Linked DNA regions of Mus musculus: region 1 is linked to region 2. Evidence: chromatin contacts called from public HiChIP or PLAC-seq data. All regions are on one chromosome and are shown on one strand. Each heading gives the region's core, a stretch centred on a gene start, on an enhancer-like site or on the middle of the called end of the contact. The rest is flanking DNA. Distances are from core to core; before and after follow the strand shown. Region 1 overlaps Ttll11 (tubulin tyrosine ligase-like family, member 11). Region 2 holds the start of Dab2ip (disabled 2 interacting protein).

Evidence for each region. HiChIP or PLAC-seq counts read pairs in DNA pulled down with a chosen protein or histone mark.
Region 1: a contact with region 2 is called in an H3K4me3 HiChIP or PLAC-seq map of embryonic limb bud, with 2.9 times the contacts expected there. The contact joins the enhancer-like site here to the promoter of Dab2ip in region 2. A contact is called at or near these places in 2 of 484 Hi-C or Micro-C datasets (bone marrow-derived macrophages and embryonic stem cells), 10 of 115 datasets of contacts at active chromatin or transcription factors (astrocytes, bone marrow-derived macrophages, craniofacial prominence and 4 more) and 2 of 9 other capture datasets (adipose tissue and macrophages).

The regions. Positions count from the first base shown.
Region 1 is chr2:35,842,658-35,845,365 of GRCm38.p6, reverse strand. All of the region lies in intron 6 of Ttll11 (tubulin tyrosine ligase-like family, member 11), which reads left to right. It overlaps Gm10829 (a long non-coding RNA gene), which reads right to left. Exons shown (of 4, transcript XR_003953791.1): 2 at 2,140-2,282; 3 at 1,102-1,972; 4 at 1-678. Among named protein-coding and RNA genes, the nearest start is that of Gm10829, 2.5 kb to the right of the region's middle. Within about 2 kb of position 1,290, at least 18 of the 459 cell types and tissues checked have an H3K27ac peak or open chromatin away from gene starts, as enhancers often do. A contact at or near this core is called in craniofacial prominence and embryonic limb bud, where this site is marked.
Region 2 is chr2:35,620,602-35,623,301 of GRCm38.p6, reverse strand. It overlaps Dab2ip (disabled 2 interacting protein), which reads right to left and starts at 1,321. Exons shown (of 16, transcript NM_001114124.2): 1 at 1,019-1,321. The coding sequence starts at 1,142.

The DNA.
Region 1 (2,708 bases), core at 41-2,540, 220 kb before region 2:
GCTCTGGATTAGGCTCTGTGAACAGCAAGATTCAAAGGTTGAGTTCTGGCTACAAGCAAAGTGATTAAGAGTTGACATGGAGGCCTGTCATGGGGAACCTGGGAAGGAAACCTCGGAGTGTCTGAGGGTTGCCCTGAAGAAGAGACCCATATATTTGATAACTAGGTATGTGTAAGAGAAAGAGAAGATAGGGCATATTACCCAGAGCAGGAGACAGCAGGAGAAAGGTCAGAAATTACCCACAGGCCTGATGGATCTAGAGAACAGGGGGTGGGGGAGGGTATGTGGCTAAGCACAGCCTGAAGACTGCCAAGCCACAGTGGTCGGGCAAGCAGAGGACTCGGTCATCTAGCCTGAGGTCATTTGTAGGCTCTGAGGTGTGGTAGTGCCCATGGAACAGCGTTGTCAGTCACCTTTGCTGGGGTATTAGTACCCCAGTCCTTAACTTCAGCACTGGGTGGGGGACACACTCTCCTTCCATTTGTCATGCACCTCAGACTTCCTGTCAGAAACGGCCCAGAGGAAAAGTGTCCTGAGATCCTGCTGGCAGTATTAGAGGTCTATAAAAAGAGCCATTCAGAGAGAAATGAAGAGTAAGGCAGGCATCCTGGCCCTCCCCTCCTGGAGCTTCACGGCCATGAGAGAAAATTCCCATAAGGCCATACAGTCAGATTCAAACTGTGAAGAAACAAAAAAAAAAAATCAATATTTTTGCAATTCACCACATAGAACCCCCCTGTACCCTAACCTGCTTGTGGACACTTTGGGGAGCTTTCATTCCCTTATGACAATTGGCTGTGACAGGGACATAAGATGTCTCTCACAAGCCGGAGGAAATCTCTGGAATAAATCTTGGATGATAAAAATAGCTGACTCAACAGTTTTCCTCAGGTTTAAAAAAAGAAGGGAAAAACCCCAAACAATCAAACGATCATCCCCACAGGTGTTTCTGCAGGAAATTGCCTGGCTCTGGTTTTTCTCTCCTCTCTCTGGAAGTGCCCAGTTTCCCTCTGACCTCCCCATTTGTCACCAGGGCTCCACAAGAGCTTTTCCACCCCTGCCTGCCTGCCTCTGCTTCATTTCCAGCCTCGGAACTCTCACCTGCCCCTTTCACCCTGGCGACTCTGCAGAGGGCTCTCTGTTTTCTACCACGAGGCTCCCTCTTAGCATCTCCTAAATCTTCACTTGCATTGTAATAAAAGCAAAGCAGCCATCACGTGGCTAGCAGTAGACAAGTAGGCCTCCAGATCCGGAGGCACAGCCCAGCTGCACTCACCCAATCACTTTGCAGGGCAACGTGGCCTTGGGGTGGAAAAGAAACATGACCTTGCCTGTTACCACGGTGTACTTAAGTGCCTAAGTCTGGGGGCGAGGGAGAGCGGGAGGGTGACTTTAGCTGCTGTGTACAAACTGTGCGGCGAGCCAGTACCTTCACTAGCAACAAACTGAATGTCAGTCTTTTGAATGAAAGCTCAAGCATTTCTCTGAGAGACCAGAGAGGTGGCATAGCATCGGGTCAGGAAGCTCGGAAGTATGCTTGGGACCTGGGTGACCCCGTGAAACCTTAGGAGCAGACTGAAGCTGTATTTTGATAAAACCTCAGTTTCTACACCTATGACATGAAGCATGTGATACCTCGCACCTTTGGGGCCATCAAAATGCACCTGGAACAACAATGCCCAGTTAGAGGGTTTTTTGTTTGTTTGTTTGTTTGTTTGTTTGTTTGTTTGTTTAAGATGGAGGCTCATGTAGACCAAGCCAGTTTTGATCTTGTTACATAGCTGAAGAAAACCTTGGATTTCTGATCCTTCTGCCTCTACTTCCTGAGGGCTGGGATTACACATGTGTATCACCGTACCTGATTTATATGGCGCTGAGACTAGAACCCAGGGCTTCACGCACGTTAAGCCAGCGTCCTCCCAGCTGGGTAATATCCCAAGCCTGAGCACATCTTAGAGAACTCTGACTTCACCTGTTGGGGGAAGATTCCTTTTGTAGTTTGGGAATAAATTGGAAGAGTAGTTTGTTCTGCTTTATTTATGATGTAATGCTAAAAAAAAAAAAAAAAAAAAAAAAAAAAACCAAAAAAACAAATTTTAGAAAATATAAGAGGTTTCTGCTAATGTCCACCTTTCCCACCTGTAAATGGGGCTTCAGCCCTCTCTCCCAGTGCACAGGCTATTGTAATTCTGCTGGCCTTCGAAGGCTTCACGGCGCAAATGTCATCCCACATCGCTCTACCGTACGCCTCAGCGTCAGTAACCGGAAAGCATCCGCAGGCTCTGTCAAACAGTAATTTATCCCCATTGTTAGATGCCTTTGAAGGGCTCAATTACGCTCTTCTCTAAGTAGAGCAGAGCCATGGGATTACTGAATCAAGAAGGTGGGTGGGTGTCTCCAAAGCTGCTGGGGCCAGTGCTACCCTGTGCTTGCAAAGAGCTGTAGCTGCTGGTTACCATGGCTGCCACCAACTAGGGCTGTCTGGTCCTAGAGCGTGGATGTTCTGTGTAAATTAGTTGTCGATTTAGTGTATGTCAGCTAACGTAAAAGTGTGTGGGTCTTTGACTATATGAGGCTGGCCATGGTTCCGTGTGGACTTTTATGTTTGTTACTCCTATTTCACGTTGTGGGATCTGGAACATAGAGGCTTACATCCCTTGTCCGTGTGAGCATGGGTGTTTATGAGGAGGCCAGAATAGGATGTTGGG
Region 2 (2,700 bases), core at 72-2,571:
TGCTTTGGGGAATCCTCAAACTAAGTTTACAAACCTGTGGGCAGAGTCAGACAGCTTAAACTTGAACTCTGTGCACAGGGAACTCAGTACTTCCTAAATAAACCCTGTACATTGTTACTTGGCTCTACCGCTGGGGCCGGAACGTCTTCTCCATTCTGGGGGGAAGTAAACTAAAGCCTGCCTGCTTCACTGACCCAAACCTAAAAAATAAACAAGGGGCCACTCTCACACCTCTCCAGGCAGGCTTGGCACATTCTGCCTGTGGTGAGGCTGGGCCGGGGCCAGGCTTCCCATGCCCCAGATAACCTTAGGATGTAAACTAAGGCAGCTTCTGCATCACAGACACCTTCAGTGGGCCTAAGCCACCGAAGCATTATGGCCTTACACAACCCAGGCCTGGCAGAGTCTCTGTGTGGAGCCCCTGACCCTACTTACTTACCAGCCCAGCACAAGTCAGCATGAAACGTTAGGGCCTCTCTAGCTGAAGATCTTATTACTGGCTCGAAGAAAGGCTTGCATTTCTCCCTCCCCATTTTGAAAGAAGTACCCTTCCAAGGACCACTCAGAGTGGCTCCAGGCCCCTACAAACCTGGCTCTCCCCACAGGAAGCCCACTCAGCTCTCCATCCAAAAGATGAGGAAGCAAGACAGGACTGGAAGCACGCTAAGCTTGAGTAGCAGACAGTGGAGGCAAGTCAGGATCCACTTCGACTACTTTACTACGGCCTGCGCGCTGAGTAAACTGATGCACAGTGGAATGGGATTCGGAACTCAGAAGTACGGAGGAACTGCATATCAGACCGACCCCTTTCTCTTTGGTCCTGATATAATGGGAAACATTAGGGACCCCGCTTTCCCCCAAGAGGAAGGACCCTACAGAAGCTGGGGCAATGGGGATGGGACAGTCACGGTAGCTCCAGATAAGGAGCCATCACCCATTGACACAGGAGCCTCAAAAGCATCCGTTGGTGGTGCGGGGTTGCGAGGGACTAAGGGTCTGGGGTCAGGGTGGCGCCTACCCCTGGCTGGCCGGGTCCGGCTGCGGGAGCGGCTCCTCTGTCGCTGCAGCCGGGGCCGCCGCAGCAGCCGGTAGTAGTAGGATGGCCTCCCGGTGCTCTTCCTGGCGTTGCCGCCGGCGGACATGCTGCCGCCCGCCGGGCACCGGGCCAGGCCTGGGCGCTCACACGGGCCCCATCGGCCGCTCCGGACCGCCCGGCGGGCGCCCCGCACTCTCTCCCGCGCTCTGGTGCAGCAGCAGGCAAGACCAAGGCTGCCCTACAAAGTAGCTCCAACTCCTCCTCCTCCGCCGCCTCCCCCGCCCCGCCCTGAGCAGCCGGCCCCTCGGCGGGGGCCCGGGACCGGGAGGCTGGGCTGGCACCCGCCCGGAAAGTCAGTGCGGGCAAAATCCTGGCCTGGAGTCGTCCGGGCGACGCGGCCCGAGAGTGCCCCTGTCCCGTCCGAAGAACCCCAATAACAGCATATACCCAACAGCCATGTCTAAACTCCATATCCAACTTGGGGTGCCTGGAGCACCCTATCCCGCCACAGGTGCAGTGGTGCATGTATATATGCATACACACCAAGGCTAGGCACCTGAAATTAGAGTCTGAGGAAGGGGGTGACTGGACTGAAACATGGCCAGACCAGAGCGCCCCACAAAGCTTTGCACCTACCCCTCAGTCAGGTCGGAGTTCTGCCTGTCTCTGTTGCCTAAGATACTTAGCTACTCTTTACAGAAGGCAGTCTCCATCTGATAAAAATATGACTTTCATACCATTAAAATTATTGTGTGCATTTCAAGCGCACATAGAATACAAGGCACACCTGTGCAACCAGAGGGCTTTGCTAAGCCACTTTGCCCCATCCCCCACATAAACCACCAGAGGTGCCTGAATTTTCCCTCCCCTCTGACATTTTTAGTAGCATTAGTGAGTTTCTGAAGGTAGTAAGATCTCTACCCTACAGTGGGAGTAGAAACTGAGGCTTGGGAAAGGAATGACCACCTGCCTCTACTACCACAAGCTGAAAGACTTTCTCCAAGTCATTCTGCAGTTCCAGAAACTTCCATGGCTCCCCCGATCATAATAGCTACAAACCCAACCATCTCTCTTTGGTATTTGAAGCAACAGAAATCTTGCAAAAATCAAATCACTGGCAGCCTCACGCCAACCACCCATCCCCCCCTCAACCCTACTTGCTGCTGGCTCTCATCTCTGTCCTTCTCTTAAAATGGCCAGCAATCTGCCTGCCTCCTTTTCCCCTCCTCTTAGGTCTACCCTCCTGGTCCTAGGTAACCTCCATTTCTCTCCCCTCTCCCCAAAGCAACATTCAGACCACACCACCTACCAGTTCAAGTCAGATGGGGAAACTGAGGCCCTAAAAGATGTGTGCTCAAGTGTGTGTGTGTGTGTGTGTGTGAGAGAGAGAGAGAGAGAGAGAGAGAGAGAGAGAGAGAGAGACTTGCCTCGATCACACAAAAAGTACAAGGGCATATGGTCTTGGCCAACGGTTGTTGCATGAACTCTTATGGGAAATGGGACAGGCTAGACACTGGAGGAACTTACGGCAATCTCGAGTGGGGTAGGGTAGCCTAGGTAACAATCCAGGCCAGGTTTTTCTCCTCACAGGGGAAGCCCCCTTCCTGGCTCCTCAGTCTAGGAGGGAGGGCCTCCAGGTCAGTGGAGAGGATGGGGGTGCTGGA